Linked DNA regions of Muntiacus reevesi: region 2 is linked to region 1. A link is a contact called in public Hi-C data. All regions are on one chromosome and are shown on one strand. Each heading gives the region's core, a stretch centred on a gene start, on an enhancer-like site or on the middle of the called end of the contact. The rest is flanking DNA. Distances are from core to core; before and after follow the strand shown.

Evidence for each region. Hi-C and Micro-C count contacts between places; a contact is called where the count stands out from the background.
Region 2: a Hi-C map of blood shows a contact between it and region 1, with 5 times the contacts expected there. The contact joins the promoter of MXD1 here to the promoter of TIA1 in region 1. A contact is called at or near these places in 2 of 3 Hi-C or Micro-C datasets (blood and muscle).

Annotation. Positions count from the first base shown.
Region 1 is chr3:36,560,090-36,566,296 of mMunRee1.1, reverse strand. TIA1 (TIA1 cytotoxic granule associated RNA binding protein) reads right to left here and starts at 3,730. Exons shown (of 12, transcript XM_065928976.1): 1 at 3,448-3,730. The coding sequence starts at 3,473. It overlaps TRNAG-CCC (transfer RNA glycine (anticodon CCC)), which reads right to left and starts at 4,080; the gene lies at 4,010-4,080. It also overlaps the pseudogene LOC136163964.
Region 2 is chr3:36,846,485-36,852,691 of mMunRee1.1, reverse strand. It overlaps MXD1 (MAX dimerization protein 1), which reads left to right and starts at 3,259. Exons shown (of 6, transcript XM_065928996.1): 1 at 3,259-3,308.

The DNA of each region.
Region 1 (6,207 bases), core at 2,481-4,980:
GGGTTTGCTTCTGATGGGAAGAGGGACACCTTTTGCTGCCATGATGGGCTGGACAGGCAGAAGAGGATAAAATGGGTGCAGGCCAGTGTTTGTTCTTTTCCCATGTGTTGGGGAGATGATTCTACTCTTGCCGGACAGTATGTAATCTCTCCATGAACAATCTAGCAAGCTCCACTGAAGTTGAGGGTGGAACTTGGTAAGAGCCACGTAGTACATAAGATAAATATTATATGCCAGCATCATAACCTTACTATTATTTAACTGTCTCTTTTTTACAAAAGACAGTCTGCTGCATGATAGCAGAAACCCTCTAATTTTATTAGTTGGCATCTCCTTCACTTGGGTATTAGACCATATGCAGTCATCCATCCTTTGTTACTCTGAAGGGATTGGTTCTTGGACCTGCCTCTTCCCCTGGATACCAAAACCCAAGGATGCTCAAGTTCCTTAAATTTGGCTTATTATATTGAGGGTTCCACATCAGTGGATACAAAGGGCCAATTGCAAACAAATCAGTCTGAAGAGAAGACTTCCCAGGTGGCACAGAGGTAAAGAATCAGCATGCAACACAAAAGATAAGGGAGATGGGAGACAAATTCACTCCAGTATGCTTGCCTGGACAATCCCACGGACAGTGGAGCCTGGCGAGCTACAATCCATGGGGGTCACAGAGTCAGACACAACCGGGCACACACACACATGCCCAAAAGACTTACCAAGACATCCAGGCTCTCAAGACAGTTCTCATTTTTAATTTTATTTTGCAACAAACTAACATTCTAGATGACTGATAATTACACATTTGCAAATTAAAGTTATTGTCAATTTCACTCGCACATTCAACATCAAACGACTGGCAACTCCAGTAGCTTTATTTTCAAAACGTATCCAGAATCAAATCACTTCTCACAATATGGCTGACCCTTGAACAACATGGGTTTGAACTGCGTGGATCCATTCATACATGTACATGGATTTTTTCACTAAATATGAACTACACAATCCACAATCGGTTGAATCCACAGATGCAGAGGCCTGACTGTAAAAGTTATGCATGAATTTTTGATTGCTCAAGGGCTACAGCTCCTAACCCTTGCATTGTTCAAGGGTAAACTGTACCATTTCCAGAGTACTGCTGACAAGAAACTGAATACTGGCAGTCTCTATAAAGAAGCAGTACTGAACACTCATTTGGGGCAAATGAAGATATTTCCTCTGAGCCATTTGGGTACACAGACAGTACTGAAATTCAGACTGTATCTTACCCTCAAGAATGAGTAAAATCTTGATTCACTGCTTGAAACTGTACCTGTTTTTAAAACAATTTTATTGATCACTTACCATGGATCAGACATTGCTAAGAACATATTAACAGTCTCTGACTCCCAAATTATTCACACAAACATTTTATATTAAAAGTAAAAACACTGCTGGCAAAACTTAGGGATGAGCACCTACTCATATTTAATCAGGATTGGTTTGACTGGAAGAATGGGAGCTTTGGTTGAGAAAGGTAGAAGCAAGGGAGGAGATATTAGGAAACGCTAGAGTATGGACAACTTGGGTAAAAGATTCTTGGATGGGGTGTTCTGGTAGTATACAAGGCATCAGTCATAAATGTTGAGTCAAAGTTGAGGACAGCAAAATGGCAGGCTGATGAACAAAAAGGTGTAGGACTTGGGATGACTTACTTAAATTCTAATCTTAGCTTTTCCTTAAATGCAAAATGGACACATTTACTGCAGAATTCTGATGAGGATTAAACAAGCACATAAAGGACTTAACAGTGAACACAAGTATTTGTTGAATAAAACTTCCTTCATTAATTCTCCCACAATGGCTGGTCCTCTGCCCCTAGACTAGTACTACATGTTTTTGTAGACTGGCCTGGGAAAGCTGAAGTTGTCTTCATTATTTGATATTCCCAAATCAACATACTAAAAAGGTTAAGTTATCAGATTATTTTTGGCAGCTACTGAAATTAAAAATTTTGAAATAAGAACCTTGAAGACATTATAATATAAAAAGACAGGCAGTTTCTTAATCTAGTATGCTGTTGGATATCATACTTGTAGTGAAGAGGCAAAAGGGAAAAAAGAGTTCCATAAACTCTATGGGGTTAACGATTTTTTGTTTTTAGGGAGTACTCATCTACAGATACAATATTACAAAAAACAAAAGTCACGTGCTGATTGCTGCATCCTAGTAAAAAGACACTAAAGGTCACTAACATGAGATAAACTAGCAAAAAATTCTATTTATTAAGAAAAGAGTGACTATATTTCTCATAGATTAAAAAACGAAACTTTTTTGGCGCTGAAAAAAATAATTGACTACATTGTATTTCTTAACAACTATAATATCCAGAGTTGCAAAAAGAAACCTAAGAGTGTATTTTTTTTTTTTTTAAAGCAGAGGGTTCTCAAATTGCCAATATTCTAAGAATAAAAATAAGAAAGCTACGTCAAAATTTGGACTTTTTCTTATTTTCGAGGAAAGCAACAAAGGCAGGATCACCTCATCGGACAGTACTTCGAAAACAAAGGAGAATGCCTGGGGCGGGGGGGAAGAGCTACGCTACAAAGAAATGATCCCAAACTAAGACCACTTAACACTACGAAAATTCACGGAAGTGACTAAATATTTTACTTAAGGTACTTATCAATTGTTGCTTCATTAAAAACTCCCCGCTCTTTCAACGACATGTCAATCACAAAAGTAGAAAGCGAAGATAAAAAAGCATTAAATCCAGTTCCCCTCAGTTGATATATACCTCCGGGCGAGAGTTCCATTTTTAAAGAGCAGTTTCAAAATCCTTAGAGGGTCCGATTTGGGGCTTTCTGATCGGGGATGGGGGGGTTGCCACAGAAAAAGAGCCAAAGAGAAGTTTAAGAAAAAACAACTGGCTTTTTCCCAGTTGGCAAGTGCGAGAATAAAGTTTACACCCCTGAAAATGAGTACACGGATTTTCAAGACAAAAATTCTTATCAATGAAAAGAAAATGAAAGAAAGAGTATCTGGAGAAAATCAAAGTAAAATGAAAGCGAGACGGCTGTAAAAATCAGGAGAGGTAAATCGAGAAGCGGGGGAGGGGATGCGGGAGAGAAAGCAAGCATGGGACAAAAAGGCTCGCCGAGTTCTAAAAAGAGGTTTGAATGAAAGTCTTTTCTCCAGGCCGAAGGCCGCCGAGGGCCTGGGACGAGGCCAAAGGCCACGCTGTAGGGGCAGTTACGGTGTACGGACTAATTTAGAGGCTGAGCCCCCTCTCCTTCCATTTCGTCCTCACTGCCTGGGTCTCGGTCCTTAGACATCCAGGTGAGCGCCAGAGAGGGTAACCGTGCTAACGCGGAGTCCACGGGGAACAATAGGCTGGGGAGCGGCGCAGAACCAAAGGCTCGCTCCGGGACGATCACCATCCCGCCCCCCTCATCGCTGCCCCAGACTCACAGAGTCTTAGGCATTTCGTCCTCCATGGCTGCTGCTGTCGCGGCGGCGCCTCCAGGTCCAGCTCCCTACCCTTTACTACCTCACAAATCTTTTGAGCGGCTATGGCTGCGGGATAGCCGGGTTTCTCGGCTGACCGGAGGTTACCCCGCCTCCTTCTTCGGCGGCAATTACACTAAACTGCCGGGCCCAGCGCGAACAATGAAGCCCCAATACAAGATGGCGGCGAGCCGGCAGCCTTGGAACAGCCAGGGAAGTGACCGGGCCGCGCAGGCGCAGAAAAATTTTGCACTTTCAACCTCCCGGCCGCCAGGCTACACCTCAGTCCATATATTAACTTGTTGCGCAGCCGTGCTTCCAACGACGCCAGGGGGTTGTCTCGGACTGCGCAGGCGTAAAGGTTAACTGTTTAATAACTTGAGTCAACATTTTTGAATTCCACCTCCAGATTCGAATGTGTCAACAGTAATTTATAGTAAAATATAAATCTTCATGGAAATGAAAAATTGTGTTTCCAGGAGAAGAAAGACTATAAAAATTACGCAAAGGGGGGACAAAAACAGCGTGCGCCGCCCGGGAATCGAACCCGGGTCGCAAGAATGGGAATCTTGCATGATACCACTACACCAGCGGCGCTGACGGAAGCTGGTCATGCTGAAATACCTTAGGACCAAGTACACGGGGACGTTCGTTCCCAAATGAAGATTTATTCATTTAAAAATAGAAGTTTACCGAGAGTCTACATTATCTGTTACTTTTCAGGTAAGAGATGATTTCGTTTCTTTCATTTTGGTACGGTTGAATGGAAGTCCCTACTTTTTCTGTATGGAAAAATCTCACTTAAAAAAAAAATGTTTTTTTTTTTTTAAATTAACGGAGTTTCCGGGAATTTCCTAGCAGTCCAGTATTTAGGACTACACGCTTTCACTGCCGAAATCAGGTTTAATCCCTGGTTCAGATCCCCCAAGTCACGCGGCGCAGCCGGAAAAAAAAAGTAAGAGTTTCATTAAGAATTTGTCTTCTTGGTGTTAACCAAATTTTTGAGCCAGGAATATATTTACAGATCTTTGAGGAATTTTTCTTTATATTTGAATTTCCTTGGTATAATCAATGTACACTGGAAAATATTTAAGAAACAGTCATTTAATACAAATCAATCCAAGAGTTCTAAACCTGAAGGAATAAGAAGATATACAAATTTTAACCTCTTCCAGGGAGGCAGAAAAATTACGTCAGTATACTCATTATGCATTTTGTATTGCATTTTAAGTTATGTAAAAATTTTTTTAAACATTGGGAAGTGTACATGCCCAAAAATGTGATGTTTTCTTTGAAGTAGCTCATTTAGACTGCAGCACTTTTAGATAATCATTTTTGAAACTGAATTTAGAATTTGTGGTACATTCTTGGGATTTTATTCAGAGACATCAAATATTAATATTTTGAGGGTGAACAATACAAATTTTTTTAATGTATAATTCAGGAATTTCCTGTGGCCTAAAAGTTATGGTTCTGGGCTTTTTTTTTTTTTACTGCCATGGCCTGGGTTCAATCCTTAGTCTGGGAACTGAGATACTGTGTACTGGCAGTCAAAGGAAAAAAAGTGTATAAAGTGTATAATCCAATGGTTTTTTAGTATATTTACAGAGGTATGCAGCCACTCTACAATCAATTTTAAAACATTTTCACCCCCCACCAAAGGAAACCCTTACCAATTAGAAGTCACTCCCAATACCCCATCTCAGTCCTCCTCCCCAATCCACTAATCTTCCCTCTCTATAGATTTGTCTGTTCTGAACATTTCACATTGTCCACAAAAAAATGATTAATGGTTAATCTAAGAAAGAAATACAGGAACCTCCTTGGTGGTCCAGTGGTTAAGACTCTGTTCCCTCATCGGGGAACTGGATCCCATGTGCCACAACTTAGAATTCAAATGCCACAACTAAAGAGGTCACAGGCCACAACTGAAAATTATATATATGTGTGTATATATATATATATATATATATATATATATATATATATATATATCTCCTGCATATGGCAACTAAGATCTGGTGCAGCCAGATATTAAATAAATTAGTAATTTTTTTTTTTTTAAAGAAATAGAGAATTTTATTCAAGCCAATTTATAATCAAGAGGCTTATAACCCGGGAACAGTCTTTCAGCAAGCTCTGAGGACTTTCTGCCCATTAGGGGTTAGTGCACAGGGCTGCCACCTGCTGCTGCTGGTGAGGGAGCTCCAGCCCTTGTGCACTGCCTTAGGAGGCCACCCTGGCCTGGCGGGCCCAGTCAATGGTGGATCTGGAGGTGGTGCCTGAGCACTCTCTGGGAAAAGAGCAATAGGTGTTTGCACTGGTCTCCTCTTTTAAGCATGACCTCATCCTTAACCTGACTCAGGAGAGGATCAAACTACTTACTGTTTGAAGCTTTCAATCAGACACTTAAGGTGATTCAGATTTACCACTTGACTAAAGTACAGTTAAACTATTGTGGTGTGCATTTTAATTGTGCAGGTTGACCAGTCTTCGGTGCAACCCATCCTGGAGTGGACAGCTCCACTGCACAGCTCTTTCAGCTCAACCTCAGAGGACTGTCTTTCTCTGTTCAGCTAGACTCATGCACCAAATTTCCCAAATATGATCCCAATTTTGCCCTTGTTCTGGCTCCTCTCCAGGTACCCCACAGAGCAACTGTGAGATGAATTTACATGTATAGTGGAAACAGCCTACAGGATACCAAGGCTCCCATGGTGCCCC
Region 2 (6,207 bases), core at 2,010-4,509, 290 kb before region 1:
ATATAACTGGATTTTTTGTGTCTTCTGTGTTTTTTGCCCCCTGCCCCAATACCGTATTTCCCCAGTTGAAAAGCAATACGTGCTTATTCAGTTCAGTTCAGTCACTCAGTCATGTCTGACTCTTTGTGACCCTATGGACCACAGCACGCTAGGCCTCCCTGTCCATCACCAACTCCCGGAATTTACCCAAACTCATGTCCATTGAGTTGGTGATGCGATCCAACCATCTCGTCCTCTGTCGTCCCCTTCTCCTCCTGCCCTCAATCTTTCCCAACATCAAGGTATTTTCCAATGAGTCAGCTCTTCGCATCTGCCCAAAGTATTGGAATTTCAGCTTCAATATCAGTCCTTCCAATGAACACCCAGGACTGATCTCCTTTAGGATGGACTGGTTGGATCTCCTTGCAGTCCAAGGGACTCTCAAGAGTCTTCTTCAACACCACAGTTCAAAAGCATCAATTTGTCGATGCTCAGCCTTCTTTATAGTCCAACTCTCACATCCATACATCACCACTGGAAAAACCATAGCCTTGACTAGATGGACCTTTGTTGACAAAGTAATGTCTCTGCTTTTTAATGTGCTGTCTAGGTTGGTCATAACTTTCCTTCCAAGGAGTAAGCGTCTTTTAATTTCATGGCTGCAATCACCATCTGCAGTGATTTTGGAGCCCCCAAAAATAAAGTCAGCCACTATTTCCACTTTTTACCCATCTATTTGCCACGAAGTGATGGGAGCGGATGCCATGATCTTAGTTTTCTGAATGTTGAGCTTTAAGCCAACTTTTCACTCTCCTCTTTCACTTTCATCAAGAGGCTCTTTAGTTCCTCTTCACTTTCTGCCATAACGGTGGTGTCATCTGCATATCTGAGGTTATTGATATTTCTCCCAGCAATCTTGATTCCAGCTTGTGCTTCTTCCAGCCCAGCATTTCTCATGATGTCCTCTGCATATAAGTTAAATAATCAGGGTGACAATATACAGCCTTGACATACTCCTTTTCCGATTTGGAACCAGTCTGTTGTTCCATGTCCAGTTCTAACTGTTGCTTCCTGACCTGCATACAGGTTTCCCAAGAGGCAGGTCAGGTGGTCTGGTATTCCCATCTAAATAAAAAACACCTTGGGAGAAATCAGAAGGTAGGGAAAAAAAACAAAAATCACCTATAATCTACCCCCAGAATGTTAACATTTTGGTATTTATATTTCCAGGCTCCTATGGGTGTATATTTCTTGCCCCTAGCCAAAGAGACCGGATGCTGCTTTCTTTGCTAATCCTTTTTCTCCCGTGTACTGTGAACATCTGTTAAATGCTGTTATAAATTCTTTGGAAACTTAGGTTTTAGTAGCTACTTGGTTATACTGTAATTTATTAACTAATCTTTTATTGGTGAACATTGGCTTCCCTTCAAGATTTGCTGTTATAATTAAAGCTATGAGTAGATTATTTAGGAGTAAGGGGAAAAAAGCAAAACACAACACCCATGAAGTAGTATCCCTGTTGCATGTATCTTTTTGTACTTGTTGCCTTATTTGCTCCTGTTTAGTTCTTGGAGGTGGCATTGCTGGGTGAGAGAAAGGTGCATGCTTTACCCTTTATGTGCATGCTTAAGGCTTTTGATACATGTATGGTTAGAAGGCTAACACCTAAGCATCACCAGTAAAGTATGAGCATTCCTGTTTTGTATACGTGTGCCAGTATTGAATGTTTGGGTTTTTTTTTTAGGCTTCCAGTCTGATGGTTAAAATAATGGTATTTGGTTTTGTTTAGTTTCTAAGGAAGTGTATGTTTTTAGAATGTATTAGCCATGTATATTTCTTTTGTGAAATACTAATTTCAAACCTTGGCTCCATTTGTCTTTCAGCAAACTTTTCTTTTTCTTATTTGAGGGAATCTCCTTTTCTAATGACCATTGCCTATTCTGTGTCCTGTCTCACTGATATTTGAGGCTTTGTGGCTAGATTTTTAATTTGGCGGGGGGTGGGGGGGAGTGTTGAGTAACCAATATAAACACATGGAACACAATATGATGTGCTAACTGCATCCTTTTGGAGATATTCCATGAATACATAAGCATATAATTTATATGTTATACGTGTCTTTTATTACTCAAATTTAAGCAAACTTTACACTCTATTTTGCACCTATTTTTTCACTTACTACCACATCTTAAGATTGTTTCTTATCAGAGTAGGTAATATTCAGTTCAGTTCAGTCACTCAGTTGTATCTGACTCTGCAACCCCGTGGACTGCAGTTCGCCAGGCTTCCCTGTCCATCCCCAACTCCTTTTCTAATGATTTTATTTATTTTATTTTTGGGTAGGCTGGGTCTTTTTGCTCTGCAGGCTTTTTGTCTAGTTGCAGAGAGTGGGGGCTACCCTGTAGTTGTGGTGCATGGGCTTCTCGCTGCAGTGGCTTCTCTTGTGGAGCACAGGCTCCAGGACCCCTGCACAGGCTTCAGCAGTTGTGCCTCTGGGGCTCCAGAGCACAGGCTCAATAGTTGTGGTGCACAGGCTTATCTGCTCCACGGCACACGGGATCTTCCCGGATCAGGGATCAAACCTGTGTCTCTGTCGTTGGCAGGTGGATTCTCTTCCACTGAGCCATCAGGGAAACCTTATTGCCTCTTTTTAAGGGTAGCAATTATGGTTGGTTAGATGCGCCACATCAGCTGTCAGCCTGTAGTACCCACTGCACAAGTGTCGCTCCCCCAAGCAGTTGGGTTATTTTGCTTAGACTTTTTGCCGAATGAGTTGAGTAGATTCCCATATCCTGACCCTCCGAAATACAGCCTATCTGTAAAGTATCTGCGATAAGGACTGTTTCTGATCACATTTGTGCACATCTAAAGAAAAGCACACCCAGTTGTCTTATTGGGAAGCTAAAATTTCTGGAATGAAATAATATGCTCCAAATCAAACAATGGGTATTTAGATTGTCATTTTAGTGTGGTGTTCGGTATGATTGTCATTTCAGCACACTAACTTGAGATCCTCAAGGCAGCATACTTTGTAAAGAAATAATCTGAGAATACCTAATAGAGCAATAGGTTCACTCTCTGTGAGCTAACACCAAAGAAAAGGAAGAGGAAGAAATCTTTAAAGATCTAGAGATGAGATCAAGTCTTGCTTTGAAGGAACTTTTATCCATCAGATCATCTGATTCTGTAAGAATAACAAAGATGGAGCATTCTTGTCTTCTTCTAACAGGCTGCCCCTCTCCGAAGACATAAATTCTGCCAAATCTTCTAAGTATCCAAATGTCAGAGTGCTCCAGGGCCCAACCCCTAGACTCTCCTGTCTGCCTCTGGTGAGTTATCCCTTCACAAAGCGTCAAATGTCTTCTGCCGTGGCTCTTCATTGTGTACTTCTAGCCTTACTGTTTCACTGAATTCCAGTCTTGTAGATGTATTTGGATTAGTAGGCACCTCAAATTTAAGATGAAATGACTTCTCATTTCCCTGCCCTGTCATCTTCTCTCAGGCTTCCCCATCTCAGTGAGTGGCCTGTCCATTTACACCTTTGCACAGAGCGAAACTCCCTAGGCTCATCCTTCGCTCCTCTCTTTCTCCTGTGTGGCACATTTGATTCATTAGAAATCCCTTCAGCTCTAACAGTATATTTTGAATCCAACAACTTTTTTCCCCCATATTTATTGGGATATAATTGACAAATTCAAGTTTAAGATATTTAAAGTGTATATTGTGGTGATTAGATGTACATCAAATCTGACCATTTTTCACCCACCTATACTAACAGAAGCCATCTCTAATAGATTTCCTTCCCTCCCTTCTGCCTCAGTTTATTCCCTACCTAGCAGCAGAGTGAACCTTATAAATGTACATCTGGTCATTGCTTCTGCCTCTGATGGCTTTCTATCATTTAGAGTGAAGACCAGTCCTTATTGTGGGTCAACACATCTGTATAGTTCGGACCGTGGCTTCCTGCAGCCTCACCCCTTGCTACTGCACGCAGCCACACTACTTGCCTCTTTGCTGTTCCTTAAAAATAGATATATATCTACCTTAAGAGTCTTCCTACTTGCCTTTCCTCCTGGAATATCCCTCCTCTCCCTCCTCCCACCTTTCAGATTTACATGGTTAGCTTCTTTATATTGTTCAGGTCACTGCTTAAAATAAGGTCATTCCTGACTACCTTGTCCAAAACAGCAGCCTCCCCTTCGCTCTCTATCCTTTTACCCTGTCTTACTCTTTTTTATTTAGCTTATTTTATTTATTTATTTTATTAGCTTTTTTTAAATTGAAATAAAATTCAACCTATTAAAGTATATCATTTCAGAGACTTCCCTGGCGGTCCAGTGATGAGGACTCTGCACTAACTTGCAGGAACTAAGATCCCACAAGCCCCATGTGGCATGGCCAGAAATAAATAAAAATATACCAGTCAGTGGTTTTAGTATATTGACAGAGTTATGTGTTTATTGCCAGTAATTCTAAAATATTTTCATCATCCCCAAAAGGAACTCCATGCTCATTAACAGCTGCTTCTCATCCCTCCCCATCCATCTTACCCTCCACCCCAGAAACCGCTAAATGTACTTTGTCTTTAAAGGTATATCTATTCTGGACATTTTCATGTAAATGAACATTTCAAATGGATGGAATCACACAATATGTGACATTTTGTGTCTAGCTTCTTTTGCATAGCAGTGTTTTCCAGATTCATTCATCTTGTGTCATAAACAGTACTTAAAGGGCTTCCCAGGTGGCTCAGTGGTAAAGAACCCGCCTGCCAATGCAGAAGACAGACTTGGGTTCAATCTCTGGGTTGGGAAGATCCCCTGGAGGGGGAAATGGCAACCCACTCCAGGATTCTTGCCTGGAGAATCCCACGGACAGAGGAGCCTGGCAGGCTACAGTCCATAGTGTTGCACAGAGCCAGACATGACTGAAGGGACTTAGCGCACACACATCCCTTTTTTATAGTTTATAATACTCTGTTCTGTGGATGTGTGTGCTTGCTCAGTCGTGTCCGACTCTTTGCAACTCCATGGATGTAGCCAGCCAGGCTCCTTGTCAATAGAATTTCCCAGACAAGACTACTGGAGTGGGTAGCCATTTCCTTCTCCAGGGGATCATCCCGACCCAGGGATCAAACCCAATTCTGTCTCCAGCATTGGCGGGTGGGTTCTTTACCACTGTGCCACCTGGGAAGCCCCCACATGTCACATTGTAATTTATAATTCATCAGTTGATGGGAATTTGGGTTGTTCCACTTTTTTGGCTATTATGAATAATGCTACTATGGACATTTGTATCCAGGTTTTGTATGAACAAATGTTTTCAGTTCTCTTGGGTATATAGCTAGGAGTGCTATTACTGGGTTATATAGTTAAACTCCATGTTTAACTTTTTGAAGCACTGTCTGTTTTCCAAAGCAACCACACTATTTTATATCCCACTAGCAATTTGTGAGGCTTCCAGTTTCTCCACATCCTCTGCAGTTTCGTTTTCCTTATAGTCGATCAGTGCCTGACACACTCTGTATTACTGTCTCTGAACTTTCAGAAGCAGGGCTTCTGTCTTGTTAGCTGCTGCAGCCCCAGCACCACAAGTGCCTGGTACCCAGTAAAGCACTCAACGAATACCTGTACCTGAATGTAATCTAGTGACATTTCTTCACTTAAGGACTTCTCAGTGTTGTTTTTCTTTTTTTTTTTTTTTATTGGAGTATAGTTGATTTACAATGTTGTGTTAGTTTCTGCTCTTCAGCAAAGTGAATCAGTTATACATATATCCACTCTTTAAGATTCTCTTCCCATATAGGTCATTATGGAGTACTGAGTAGAGTCCCTTGTGCTATACAGGAGGTTCGTATCTATTTTACATATAGTAGTATGAATTCGTCAATACCAGTCCCCCAATTTATCCCTCCCCCCTTTTCCTCTTGGTAACCGTAAGTTTGTTTTCTGCATCTGTGACTATTTGTTTTTTAAATAAGTTCATTTGTACCATTTATTTTTAGATTCCACATATAAGTGATATGTGATATTTGTCTTTCTGACTTAAACTTCATTCCACTTCCCTAACTTTTTAAGTTAACCTTTAGTTATCCAACTCTTAAATGAACACATTTTTCCTATAAAAATTTTAAAACATGACTGCTTAATCCCTTTTGAGCAGGCCTGATTCACTGTGAATCCTTTGTAGTGTTTGCTTCCAGACGTGCATGCGTGTGTATACATATAT